Linked DNA regions of Danio rerio: region 2 is linked to region 1. The links are chromatin contacts, called in public Micro-C maps. All regions are on one chromosome and are shown on one strand. Each heading gives the region's core, a stretch centred on a gene start, on an enhancer-like site or on the middle of the called end of the contact. The rest is flanking DNA. Distances are from core to core; before and after follow the strand shown. Region 1 overlaps LOC137488861 (a long non-coding RNA gene). Region 2 overlaps col5a1 (procollagen, type V, alpha 1).

Region 1 (7,172 bases), core at 1,418-3,917:
GGGGGTGGGGCATGTCAGAAATTAGAGAGAATTTGATTGGTCAAGATTAGATGAGATGAAGTATGAGGTGAAGAGAAACAAATCATTGATCGATTTAGACGGAAGTGACAAACTGCAAGCTTTGGATTTTTATATGTTTTAAATTTTCTAAATGTGAATTTTGTCATTGTTTTGGAGCACCTTAGCTTACACTCCTTTACTCACACTTACAGAGCACACCAGCTCTGGATATGCCAAACACAAAAATTCTGATATTCATTTACATATTGGTTTTGCCGTTCAACTTGATTATGTTTGAATGCTGCTTAAATCATTTTATAAACATTGATTTACAACTGTATTCACGATTATTAGCCCTTGTGTGAATTTTTGTTTCTTTTTTTTTTATTTCCCTAACTATGATTAACAAATCAAGAGATTTTTCACAGTATTTCCTATAATATTAATTATTTGTTTTATTTCAGGCTAGAATAAAAGCAGTTTTTAATTTCTGAAAAACTATTGTAGAGTCAATATTATTAGCCCCCTTAAGTAATATTATTGTCTACAGAACAAACTATCGTTATACAATGACTTGCCTACAATGACTTTTATAAAACAACCAATAGCATTTTGCTTTATCACCGCTCTGCCAGTGAGAGTGGTTGAGCTCAAGCGCATCAAACGAAATGAGAAGCGTCTCTAAGGGGGTGGGGCATGTCAGAAATTAGAGAGAATTTGATTGGTCAAGATTTGATGAGATGAAGTATGAGGTGAAGAGAAACAAATCATTGATCGATTTAGACGGATGTGACGAACTGCAAGCTTTGGATTTTTATATGTTTTAAATTTTTCTAAATGTGAAATTTGTCATTGTTTTGGAGCACCCTAGCTTATAGATATCCTTGAAATTAACAGACTGAAAGTAACATCTAAACATTTTTATTTTTATTTTCTGGCACATTTTAAAAGTTAAAGCAATAATAATCATTCACAAAATTTTGAAGGGCCCATGATATAAATATTTAGCATGTTCAATATCACAATATATATATTGAGTTATTATTGATTTTTGATACGTAGCCCTATATTTATTTCAGGAGACTGCGAAATACAACCCAGGAGGTGCGTCTTACTTGCACTTTTTGTTTTCACAAATCCACCAGAGGCTGTGGTATATGCCTTTAAAGATCTCAAATATCTCTCTAGATTGCCATCCGCGCCTGTTGTTCTCGTTTAAATCCACCAGAGGCCACTGTCGACTGACTGACTGATTGACCCACCCACCGTCTTCCCTAAACCCATCCGATAGTGTTTTTAATAGCGATCCCAAACGAGAAAAGTCCTTGCAGCCGATTTAATGTTACCACGCTTTCAGATCTTACAACATTCTCACCCTGTCGTTTAGTTGTTTATTTTATTTTTTTGCCTTTTGTTTTACCTGCTTTCTGGGACCGTTCTTCGCCAGACTCAAACCTCATCGTTGTGGTCAATTTTGCTCTGGGTCTAAAGTCCACCGACGTATGCAGCAAGCTACGGGGTAAACTGATGACAGCGGAAAGCAGTCCACACCAAGGTAATCGGTCAGTTGGTAGCGCAAAAACAAACAGAAGCTGTTGGTGGCATCTAGCTGTCTGCAACTCTCACACGGTCGCCCACTGAAGCTAGGCAGGGCAGTACCTGGATGGGAGACCACATGGGAAAGCTAGGTTGCTGCCGGAAATGGTGTTAGTGAGGCCAGCAGGGGGCACCCACCTGCAGTCTGCATGGGTCCTGATGCCCCAGTAGAGCAACAGGGACTCTATACTGCTCAGTGAGAGCCGTCTTTCTAATGAGACGTTAAACCGAGGTCCTGACTCTCTGTGGTTGTTAAAAATCCCAGGATGTCCTTCGAAAAAGAGTAGGGGTTTAACCCTGGCATCCTGCCCAAGTCTACCCACTGGCCTCTGTCCATCATGGTCTCTTAACCATCCCCATATTATAATTGGCTTCATCATTCTCTCCTCTCTACCAATCAGCTGATGTGTGGTGTGCGGTCTGGTGCAATATGGCTGCCGTCGCGTCATTCATATGGATGCTGCACACTGGTGGTGGATGAGGAGATTCCCCCTATGTGTAAAGTGCTTTGAGCGCCCAGAAAAGCAGTATATAAACGCAAGGAATTATTATTATTATTATCGTACCACCCCAAAGCATTCATTTTAAAGACAAAATGCAGTCAGACGTACCTTTGGCTATATAGTTTGCACTCTCTAGAAATGCACATGGGGGTACATGTTTAGAAGGAGCCTGTGTTGCTGTATCATGTACAGTTAAAGTCCAAATTATTCGCCCTCGTGTGAATTATTACTATTTTTTTTTCAAGTATTTCCCAATTGAGGGTGACTAATAATTCAGGACGGCTAATAATCCTGAATTCAACGGTAGATTTAAAACAGCTTTGTTCAATATTGCAAGACATCCCATCAACAAGAGATCCAACACCTTCATAGTTCATACTCTTGATTTTACCTAAAAGCCCACCTCCATTTCTCTCTGCTTTCCTCTCCTCTCCTCTCTCTATACGAAGTGCTGGTGAAGATTCGCCAAGATCGTTTGTACTTTTCCCTCACGTTCCTGCTGTTCTCCCTCTCTCTGAAACTTGAGCGTTTCCAGATGCGCGCTGGAACGGAGGGGTGGTGATGTCATCATGGGCTCTGCTTCCTGCACCGTCTCTGCATCCAAAAATCAGACAAACACACACACACATATATATACACAGGCCAAAGAGGAAGATATGGATGGGGGAACATTTGCCTTGGATGTAGAGAAGGGGAGGAAACAAAGAGAAAGCATGATATATGGTTTTGCAAAGCAGCCTTAAGAGTGTGAAGACATGTCCTCTCTCCCAAACTACATCTACAAATACAGACCTGCTAATACAACGCCACCTGAAAGAGAATATAAATACGGCGAGGAGCTGTTGTTGGTGTTGGGAGATTTGTTGCCGTTGACAGTTTACTGACCTTCAAGTCAAATCACTCCTAAAAATAAAGGGATAGTTCACCCAAAAGCGAAAGTGGACTTCAACTGTATGTGAATAGTGAGTATATGTTCATTTACTGTACGATGAGCTATCCCTTCAATTCTGAATTAATTTTCAAAGTCTTACAATGAGCACTCAAGCACACGGGTGTCCAAAGTAGTTGCTCGAGGGCCTTTAGTCTGAAGAGTTCAGCCTTATTAAACATGCCTGAACCAGCTAATCAAGGTCTTCAGACTCATTAGGGCCCAATTCCAAATTGCACCTTAAACCCTTGAGGTCTTTCTCTGCATGTCTGTGATGTAATGCTACTTTGGCTGTCTTTGAAAAGCCTGTGCACAACAAAACACAATAATGAAGAGCAACTCAGCAACTTCATATTTGTAAGTCGCTTCGATTTAAAAAATGACTTTTGCTTCTCATTCAAACTACTTATTTACAATGATGAAACAATTTTTTACATTTTTTGGGACAACTTAATTGTTTTATGTTTAATTCACTTAAATTTGTGAAAAGCATTAAGTTAACTTAATCGATTTGTGTTGAGACAACATGAAGGAATTGTGTGAAACCCGACATTTTTTATAGTGTTGGACAAAAGAGTCAGCTAATTGAATTAATTAATTCATTTTCATCTGCTTGTCTGGGGTCGGGCGTGGGGGCAGCAGTCTTAAGGCTGATTTATACTTCTGCGTCAAGCGCACGCGTATGCTACGGCGCAGCCTACGCGTTGACGCACAGCCCTATGCCGTGGCCGTAGGCATCGCTGACGTGCACCTCTCAAAAAATGTAACTACATGTCGCACTGACGCGTAGCGCAAGCTCTGTGATTGGTCGGTTTGGTAGCGCTGACGAGTCTGGGCTGCACTGAGAGCCCAGATATTTTTCAATATACTAGTATTCCAGCCTGATCTCATGAGAAAACGCAAGTATTTTACGTTTTGGCAGTTTAGTGGCTAATTCGTACGAATTCGTACGAGTTCAGTCGTAAGAAAATGTACGAATTTAAAAAGGAGGCGTGGCACCTAACCCCACCCCTAAACCCAACCGTCATCGGGGGATACGCAAATCGTACTAAAATGTACGAATTAGATCGTACGAATTTGCCACTAAATGAAAAAGTTACGAATTGCCGTGAGATTGTGTTGAGTATTCAGCTTAAAGTGACATTTGAATGCTTAATCAGGCAGATTAGGGCAATTAGGCAAATCATTGTATACTAAGGCTTTGTTTTGTGGCAATCGAAAAATAAATAGCTTAAGGGACAAATAATAAAATAAAATAAAACAAATAAGGCTTTCTCCAGAAGAAGTTTTAGGAAATACTGTGAAAAATTCCTCGCTCTGTTAAACATCATTCAGAAAACATTTAAAAAAGAAAAAAAAATGAACAGGAGGATGAATAATTTTGACTTCAACTTCATATGTAGGCATCCCTAACTTTATGACTATGTAAAAAAAAAAATATTGCATTTAGGAGTATAGTAGTGATGGGTTGAATTTTGAACATGCAAACACAGACAGATCTCTTTTTCTCATTCGCTTCAAACTCCCAACTGCACCTGGACATCCCAAAGGCTTTGAGCTCCCTCAGTCCAGATGTGCACGTATGCATATGTGTGAGTGTGTGTGTGTGTGTGTGTGTGTGTGTGTGTGTGTGTGTGTGTGTGGAGTCAAATGGGTCAGCAGCATTTATAGGCAGAGCTTATGGGGGATTCGGTGAAGAGGGTGCTGTGTTTGTATCGTCACTCGGCAACACCACTGTAAACAAATCTGAGTGAAGGATGCACAAGAAGAAAAGCATACTGGGTACAAACACATGTGCACTCTTAAGACATGCGAATGATTATAAACTAGCCTATATTCAAGACTACAGACTACATAGATCTGAGTGTGTAAGATAGTTTAAAATGGTTTACTAATTTCCATGACACGTTGTCAAAATGAATACTTTGCATCTCTGCCTATAGTAAAAGATACACAAGAAAAGCATACTGGGTACAAACATGTGAATGTGTGAATGATTATAAGATATATTTCAAACTACATACTAGGTCTGGGTGTGTAAGATAGTTTGAATAAATGAACTTTTTTGCATGACACATTAGTAAAATTTAGTCTCTATCCTGAAGACTGTTTAAGCAGCGCTTATTATTAGAGCTTATTAAAGATAACCTCACATTATTTTGATTTTGCTAGCAAAAATGTGCCTTCACATCAAAATCTGCCAACTGCCATACATAGACAAACTAGGCTGTTTACAAGTTGACTACCCAGTGGGCAGATTGGTGTCAAAACATCATCTAAAATATGCAAATCAATTTGACGTCACTGTTACAAGTAGTCGCTGTGGTGTAGTGTGTGTGGTCTTTTTCTCTCTCTCTCGCTCTCATTCCGAATTATTCGAAGGTACAGCGGATTACGGCGGATCGTGATTGGCGCTTGGATTGGCGGCTGTATTAAAACCTCAGATTCAGCAGCTCCCCACTCTCTCTCTCTCTCGATTCCCCACTCATTAATTCTCTGTGGAGATATTGCTCGAGTGATTTACATTTACATTTAGCAGATGCTTTTATCCAAAGCGACTTACAAATAAGGACAAGGAAGCAATTTACACAACTATAAGAGCAACAATGAATAAGTGCTGTGGGCAAGTTTCAGGTGTGTATAGTCTAAGAAGGAAAGCATTAGTAATTTTTATTTTTTTTTTTAGTACAGCTAGTGGTATATCCAGAGAGGCAATTGCAGATTAGGAAGTGAAGTGGAGACTAAATAGTTGAGTTTTTAGTCGTTTCTTGAAAATAGCGAGTGACTCTGCCGTTCTGATGCAGTTAGGGAGTTCATTCCACCAGCTGGGCAGATTAAACGCGAGCTTTCGGGAAAGTGATTTCTTCCCTCTTTGGGATGGAACCACGAGGCGATGTTCATTCACAGAACGCAAGTTTCTGGAGGGCACATAGATCTGCAGAAGTGAGAGCAGATAAGAAGGAGCAAAGCCAGAAGTCGCTTTGTAGGCAAACATCAGCGCTTTGAATTTGATGCGAGCAGCAACTGGCAGCCAGTGCAAACGGATGAGTAGTGGAGTGTTAGTTGCTGACTCTTGTGTGGCGTTTTGTGAGATGCCGATGTTAAGTTCTACATTATAAAACCAAAAATCACCCAGCTACATGATACAGAGTCCAGACAGCCTGTAACAAGCTGTCTGTATAAACACACACACACACACACACAGCATCGCGCTCTCTCATTCATACACATACATACGAGTGCTTGCTTGTTCGGAAGTCGGGAGTGATATTGTTAGACCGCCCGCTCCTGTTCAAATTGCACCAGTTACCAAAAGTAAAGGCCCATTAGCACCAATTAAGCATCGTGTCAACGCCACAGCCTACCTGATTATTGTTGCTGACCATGTGCATCGCTTTATGACCACAGTGTTCTCATCTTCTAATGGCTACTTTCAGCAGGATAACACACCATGCCATAAAGCGTGAATCATCTCAGACTGGTTTCGTGAACATGACAATGAGTTCACAGTACTCAGATGGCCTCCACAGTCACCTGATCTCAATCCAATAGAGCACCTTTGGGATGTGAATGTAATGGGAGATTGGCATCATGGATGTGCAGCCAACAAATCTGCAGCAACTGCGTGATGCTATCATGACGATATGGACCAAAATCTCTGTGGAATATTTCCAGTACCTTGTTGAATCTATGCCACAAAGGATTAAGGGGGTTCTGAAGGAAAAAGGGGGTGTGTATATATATATATATATATATATATATATATATATATATATATATATATATATATATATATATATATATATATATATATATATATATATATATATACCATTTCATAATCACAATTATTTATGTATGAAGTTATCCAGCCATGCTTGAAACAAGTGTATTTTAAAAGCCACATTATTAAAAGCAAATGTTATTTCAAGGGAAAATCAGAACATCTGAAGCTCTGAGACATTTTTCAGTGGAGTGACCATGCAGAAAAACCTCATGCTGGATTTATTATAGCAGATGGAGTGAAGATTGACAGCTCAGCAAAAAAGCGCCCCATCATTTTGATTCGGGAGTCAAAACCAGCGGCCAACACCAATATTCGCCAAACACTTTCCAGCATATTACCATGTTTGAACCTCTTTCGC
Region 2 (7,172 bases), core at 2,801-5,300, 160 kb before region 1:
ACAAAGTAACAAGCGACAAAGCGACAAAGGACAAAGCGACAAGCGACAAAGGACAAAGTAACAAGCGACAAACAACAAACGACAAAGTGACAAAGGACAAAGGAACAAGTGACAAACGACAAAGGGATAAACAACAAAGCGACAAAATGACAAAGCACAAAGTGATGAGCAACAAACCACAAAGTGACAAGCGACAAAGTGACGAGCGACAAACAACAAAGTGGCTGGACAAAGTGACAAAGTGACAAACGACAAAGTGACAAGCGACAAGCGACAAGCGACAAAGCGACAAGCGACAAAGGACAAAGTAACAAGCGACAAACAACAAACGACAAAGTGACAAAGGAACAAGTGACAAACGACAAAGGGACAAGTGACAAACGACAAAGCGACAAAATGACAAAGCACAAAGTGATGAGCAACAAACCACAAAGTGACACGCGACAAAGTGACAAACGAAAAATTGACAAAGTGACAGAGGACAAAGTAATGAACGACAAAGCGACAAAAGACAAAGCGACAATCGACAACGGACAAACCGACAAATGACAAAGCGACTAGCGACAAAGTGACAAATGACAAAGCATAAATTAACAAAGCGAAAAGTGACAAATCGAAAAGAGACAAACTACAAAATGACAGGTGACAAAGCGACAAATGACAAAGTGACAGAGGACAAAGTAATGAACGACAAAGCGACAAAAGAAAAAGCGACAATCGACAACGGACAAACCGACAAATGACAAAGCGACTAGCGACAAAGTGACAAATGACAAAGCATAAATTAACAAAGCGATAAGTGACAAATCGAAAAGAGACAAACTACAAAATGACAGGTGACAAAGCGACAAATGACAAAGTGACAGAGGACAAAGTAATGAACGACAAAGCGACAAAAGACAAAGCGACAATCGACAACGGACAAACCGACAAATGACAAAGCGACTAGCGTCAAAGTGACAAATGACAAAGCATAAATTAACAAAGCGAAAAGTGACAAATCGAAAAGAGACAAACTACAAAATGACAGGTGACAAAGCGACAAATGACAAAGTGACAGAGGACAAAGTAATGAACGACAAAGCGACAAAAGACAAAGCGACAATCGACAACGGACAAACCGACAAATGACAAAGCGACTAGCGTCAAAGTGACAAATGACAAAGCATAAATTAACAAAGCGATAAGTGACAAATCGAAAAGAGACAAACTACAAAATGACAGGTGACAAAGCGACAAATGACAAAGTGACAGCGAGAAAGCGTCAAGTGTCAAAGCTACAAGAGTCAAAGTGACAAATCAACAAACAACAAAGCGACAAGCAACAAAGCAACAAACGACCAACTGACAAAGCTTCAAGCGTCAAAGTGTCAAGTGTCAAAGCGACCAAGCGACAAACTACAAAGCAACAAAGTGACAAATGACAAAGCAACAAGTGAACTAACTAGAGACTTAGTGACAAAGCGTTGTGTCAAATCGACAACGACAAAGCGTCATGTCAAAGCAACAGCGACAAAGGGTCAATCGTCAAATCGACAAACAAAAAAGCGACAAAGTGACCTAGTGACCAAGCATCAAGCATCAAAGCGTCCAGTGTCAAAGCGACAAAAACAACAAAGCAACAAGTGACCTAACGACCAAGCAACAAAGTGCCAAAGCCACAACGCGTCAAAGCAACAAGCGACAAAGCAACAATCGACAAAGCAACAATCGACAAAGAGATAGAGCCATGAAGCCATTCATTTTAACAGAGAGTGAGCGACTTCCGGCACCCTCCATCTACGTGAGCGACTGTTGGTGACTAGGTGGGCTTTGAGAATCCTTCACCTTTATACATATGAAGAGCGACTTTCTTGAGCAACAGCCAATAGGAGCATCAGTAAAGCTCACGTGATCCTCGCTCAGCTCGCTCAGAGGCCGATTGTGTTTGTGCTGTATAGACCCACACAGACCAGAGTTTAAAGTAGGTCGCCACCCAGAGCGACAGGCAGCTACAAAGTTGCTGCTAGTGTAAATAAGGCATGTGTGTGTGTGAATAAGAGTGTATATGAATGTTTCGCAGTACTATTTTGCAGCTGGAAGGGCATCCACTGTGTTAAACATATGCCAGAAAAGTTGGCGGTTCATTCCGCAGTGGTGACCCCTGAGAAATAAGGGACTAAGCCAAAGGAAGACGAATGAATCAATGTTACAAACTGCCAACCTGACATAGGAAAACCTAAAAGAAGCCAACGGTTACCGGTTTCCAACATTTTTCAAAATATCTTCTTTTGTGTTCAACAGAAGAGGGAGACTCAAACAGGTTTACAAAGGGTGAAGGGTGAGTAAATGATGACAGAATCTTCAGTTTTGGGTGAACTGCGCCTTTAAACATGCAGAATTAATGTAATAGTGTGACAAGAGAAGGGAAAACAGACAAGAGTTAAGCAGAAACAGAAGAGGAGTGAGACAGAGGTGTACTGAGCTATTCTGGGACTGTGTGTGTGTCCGGGAGAAATTGATCAGATTAATGTGGGGCAGAGAGAAAGAAGGAGAGAGAGAGAGAGAATAATAGACACTGCACTGTCAGCAGGTTTGAAATACGAGCGTCTGTTTCGCCAAAAACTCCCCGCATCTCTCTCTGGAGTCCAAGCTAACCGCTTCAGCAGCTGCCTGTGGTGACGAGCGCAGCCAAAACACTCTACACACACACTACACATATACGCATATGCACTCATACACACACACTCTCTCTCTCACACACAAACACTCTCTCACTTTCTTTGTCACACACACACACCACACAAACACACATATGAACACACTCTCTCTCTTTCACACAAACTTAATAGCTCGTTCACTCAATTACACACACACACACACACACACACACACACACACTCTCTCACTTTTCACACGTGCATACACACACGTACAGTGCACAGACATAAACTCACACACATACACTCACGCACACAAACAAACACACTCTCTACCTTTCTCTGTCACACACACCTGACCACACAAACTCACATGCATACACTCTCTTTCACACACACACACACACACACACACACACACACTTACTTACTCACTCAATCACTCACACACACATGCACACACTTTCTCACATTCATACACTCTCTTTCTCTCTCTTGCACACACACACACACACACACACGCACGCACGCGCACGCACGCACACACACACACGCACATGCACATGCACATGCACATGCACGCACGCACACACACACACACTCTCTCTCTCCTTCATACACACACACCACACATTCATTCACTAAATCACACACACATGCACACACTTTTCCACACTCACACACTCTCTCTCTTTCGCTCTCTCTCTCACACACACACACACACACACACACACACACACACACACACACACACACACACACACACACACACACACACTCTCTTTCTCTCTCTCACTCTCTCACACACACACACACACACACACACACACACTCACATTAGAGGTGCTTTCTTATACACACATACACACTCGCACTCTCTCTCACACACACACACATACACTCTTTCTCTCTTTCTCTTTGTCTCACTTGCATGCACACGCACGCACACACACACGCACGCACGCACACACACACACACACACACACACACACACACACACACACACACACACACACACACACACACACACACACACACACACACACACACACACACACACACATACAAACACACACACATACACACAAACACACAGAGATACAGAAATGTTTAAAATATGGAATATGCTTACATCATCAAATTAATCCAAAAATATAAAAGAAAAATAAATGACAGAAAACAGCAGAAAAAAGGAAAAAGAAGACAAAATCTATTATTAATTATAATAACAAGTATAAATAGTGTAGATTATGTAAACAAGGCACACACACACACACCCACACACGCATTCTTTCTCTTTCTTTCACCCACACACATACATTCTCTCTCTCTCTCTCTCTCTCTCGCTTGAGTGTGGCGTGGCTGCAGTGGACAGGAGAGGGCGACAGACAGCACAGCTAATAATGAGCAAGAACAGAGGAATGATCCCAAACTGTTCTGGTAGGAAGCCCAGAGTACAGCACGTTCCTCTCAGTGCACCAAAACATCATGATTCCTTGTTCTGTCCTGCCATTTTGAACACACATGCAACACTTTCTCTCTCACACACTGCATGTACGGACACTTTCATGGAAACATATTTCAGATATTGCATATTAATTGAACAAATATGTGTGTACAAAATGTGTGTAGATTTGTATGATTATGCTCATATACACTACCTGACAAAAGCCTTGTCGCCTATTCAAGTTTTAGGAATAACAATAAATAACTTCTGCTAAATGTAAATGTAAACTTCTAGTTGATCATTTCCGATCAGAAGTAGCTTATAGGAAAGGCAAAGGCCTCTAGATTATGTTTATTTTACCAAAATACAATATGATCATGTCTTGATTTTTTTAATTATTTAATTAGGACAGTAAGGGCTGACTTTGCTTAAACAAAAGTCTTGTCACTTAACAGAAATAATGTCCAGTATAGACCAGTGGTTCTCAAACTTTTTTCACCAAGTACCACCTCAGAAAAAAATAGTCTCTCTAAGTACCACCATTATGACCAGTATTGAAATAAGGTAGCGTAGTTATCCAATTTAAGCAGCTACAGCACTGCACAGTAGTGATGGGAAGTTCGGATCATTTTACTGACTCGGATCTCGATCAAGAAGAACAAATCTTTTTTCGAGTCATTTCGTTCATTTGGTTCAATTTGGCAAATTGTTAATAAATGTTACAAATTGCTTCCAAACACTGATACAACTAGCCCAAAAGGTTGATCACACGACAAATAAGTCAAAAAAAGAATTCTATAAGAAGGAGAAAATGATACTTCAATGTTTACCTGCTCGTTTGTCAATGAAGGCATTTTTGTCTCTTTACTCAGCTCACCTCTTCATGTCTTCTAATGTCAGGGGTTCGTTCATATTAAACTGGCAGTCACATATAATTTTAACCAATGTACACAATCTGAGCCGATAGGAGCCATGATAATTAGTTCACCTTTCAAGTCTTGAGTCATTCGTTATTTACGTGACAGAATGACTCAAACCCGAGGACTCGAGAGAAGAGCGGTTCAATACTTTTTCCGGCTCTAAACGCGTATGATTGGCCCGTGATGAACGAGTGACTCAGACCCGATAGAAGACTCGAGAAATGAACGAATCAAATCTTTTTCCGGCTCTAAACGTGTATGATTGGCCCGTGATGAACGAGTGACTCAGACCCGATAGAAGACTCGAGAGATGAACGGATCAAATCTTTTTTTGGCTCTAAACGCATATGATTGGCCCATAATGAACGAGTGACTCAGACCCGATAAAAGACTCGAGAGATGAACGGATCAAATCTTTTTCCGGCTCTAAACGCGTATGATTGGCCCGTGATGAACGAGTGACTCAAACCCGATAGAAGACTCAAGAGATGAACGGATCAAATCTTTTTCCGGCTCTAAACGCGTATGATTGGCCCGTGATGAACGAGTGATTCAAACCCGATAGAAGACTCGAGAGATGAACGGATCAAATCTTTTTCCGGCTCTAAACGCGTATGATGGCTTCTGCCTTTCCGCGATGAACGACTCGAAATGTGATGAAGACTTGAAATGAACGATACCACCTGCACAAATGTGCGCACGCACGGATGAACGAATCACTCCCTGAGAGGACTCGTAGTTCCCGAGTCATATTGAAGATTCAAATATGTGAAATCAAAATGAACGAATCGTTCATGAACGACCCCTCACTACTGCACAGTTCGAAATAGAAGAGTCATATTCATATTTACAGAATTTTTGATAAATATTTACATATATGTTTTGAAATCTAAACATTAACTGGTATGTAGATTGGTAGGGAACCCTTTTTTCTCAGAGGATGTCAAGCTGAAAAAACATTGCTGCACAAGTTTTATTTATGGAGAATTAAAAAGCACTGCAGAGTTTGGGTGTTCTGGGTTTGTCCGAGATAATTAGTCTAACGAAAATAATGAAGACAAAAGAAAATGAATGAATGAATGAATGAATGAATGAATGAATGAATGAATGAATGAATGAATGAACGAATAATTGAATATTAAAATTATGACTGACAAAAAATGGTTCACTTGTACTAAATAACATATAATACAGACACATTCTTGTGACAGCTTGTGTTAGATTCAAACACACACACAAACTCGCATTATTTTCAAGACTTTGAGGTCTTGTGCTTATTAGGTTTGTTTAAAAATGACATCATCCCAGCTGCTTATGACCTCATAAGCCCAAGACATGAGAAACAGACCAAATGTGATCCGCATTACAACACAAGCTCTCGCAGCAGGAAAGATCGCAAAAGCATTTTAACGAACCAGCATGAAGCACACCACAAAAACGACAGAATATCAGACTTAAGTCAAGACCACAAAAGCCACATGCATGTGCTCGCAAACACACACACACACACACACACACACACACACACACACACACACACACACACACAAACACACACAGTCAATGTCTGCCCATTCTCAAAATGTAAAAAAAAAATAAAAACCAACCACAGAAACCGAAGCATCCAGTGACACACACACAGTGGCAGCGTCTGGAGGCCTTTAAGATCAGGGCCAAAATCAACAGCTCTAAAAAGCGTCTACCGCTGCGTTTTTCCTGTGTTCCTTTCATCCGTCAGCATTCGCTCCTTCGTTTCTGCCTTTTGCCATCACTCAACTCGACTTTCACTTCTCTGTCTGATGATAATGACGTTTACAGTTGGGTTCAGGTTGTGTTTCCTCAACTGCGGCATTGACAGACGAACTGTTTAGACTGTGTTTTTGCCGGGAAAGTTTGATTTGGAATATAGCTGAACCGAAACGTCTGCTCAAATGTTTCTTTCATGTTCGCCTTCATTCGTGCAGGGACAGCTCATTCATTCCTAATTACATACACACTGTGAAAAGACATCAGTTGACTTTACTTCAAAAAAGATGAGTAGTAAACTTTTCTCCACTGTTTTTTTATTTCTTTAAATAGGCTTATTTTACGGCTGAAACTCATTTCATTTCATGACTTTTACAATTTTTGAAATCATTCAGCTGGTCTCATAGTGTGGCAGAAGC

What was found. Hi-C and Micro-C count contacts between places; a contact is called where the count stands out from the background.
Region 2: a Micro-C map of caudal fin shows a contact between it and region 1, with 4 times the contacts expected there. The contact joins two enhancer-like sites. A contact is called at or near these places in 2 of 18 Hi-C or Micro-C datasets (caudal fin and an unstated tissue).

The regions. Positions count from the first base shown.
Region 1 is chr21:7,707,991-7,715,162 of GRCz12tu, reverse strand. LOC137488861 (a long non-coding RNA gene) reads right to left here. Exons shown (of 12, transcript XR_012397134.1): 3 at 2,503-2,693. Among named protein-coding and RNA genes, the nearest start is that of cenpt, 50 kb to the right of the region's middle. Within about 2 kb of position 2,667, at least 16 of the 62 cell types and tissues checked have an H3K27ac peak or open chromatin away from gene starts, as enhancers often do.
Region 2 is chr21:7,868,904-7,876,075 of GRCz12tu, reverse strand. All of the region lies in intron 4 of col5a1 (procollagen, type V, alpha 1), which reads right to left. Among named protein-coding and RNA genes, the nearest start is that of col5a1, 88 kb to the right of the region's middle. Within about 2 kb of position 4,050, at least 11 of the 62 cell types and tissues checked have an H3K27ac peak or open chromatin away from gene starts, as enhancers often do.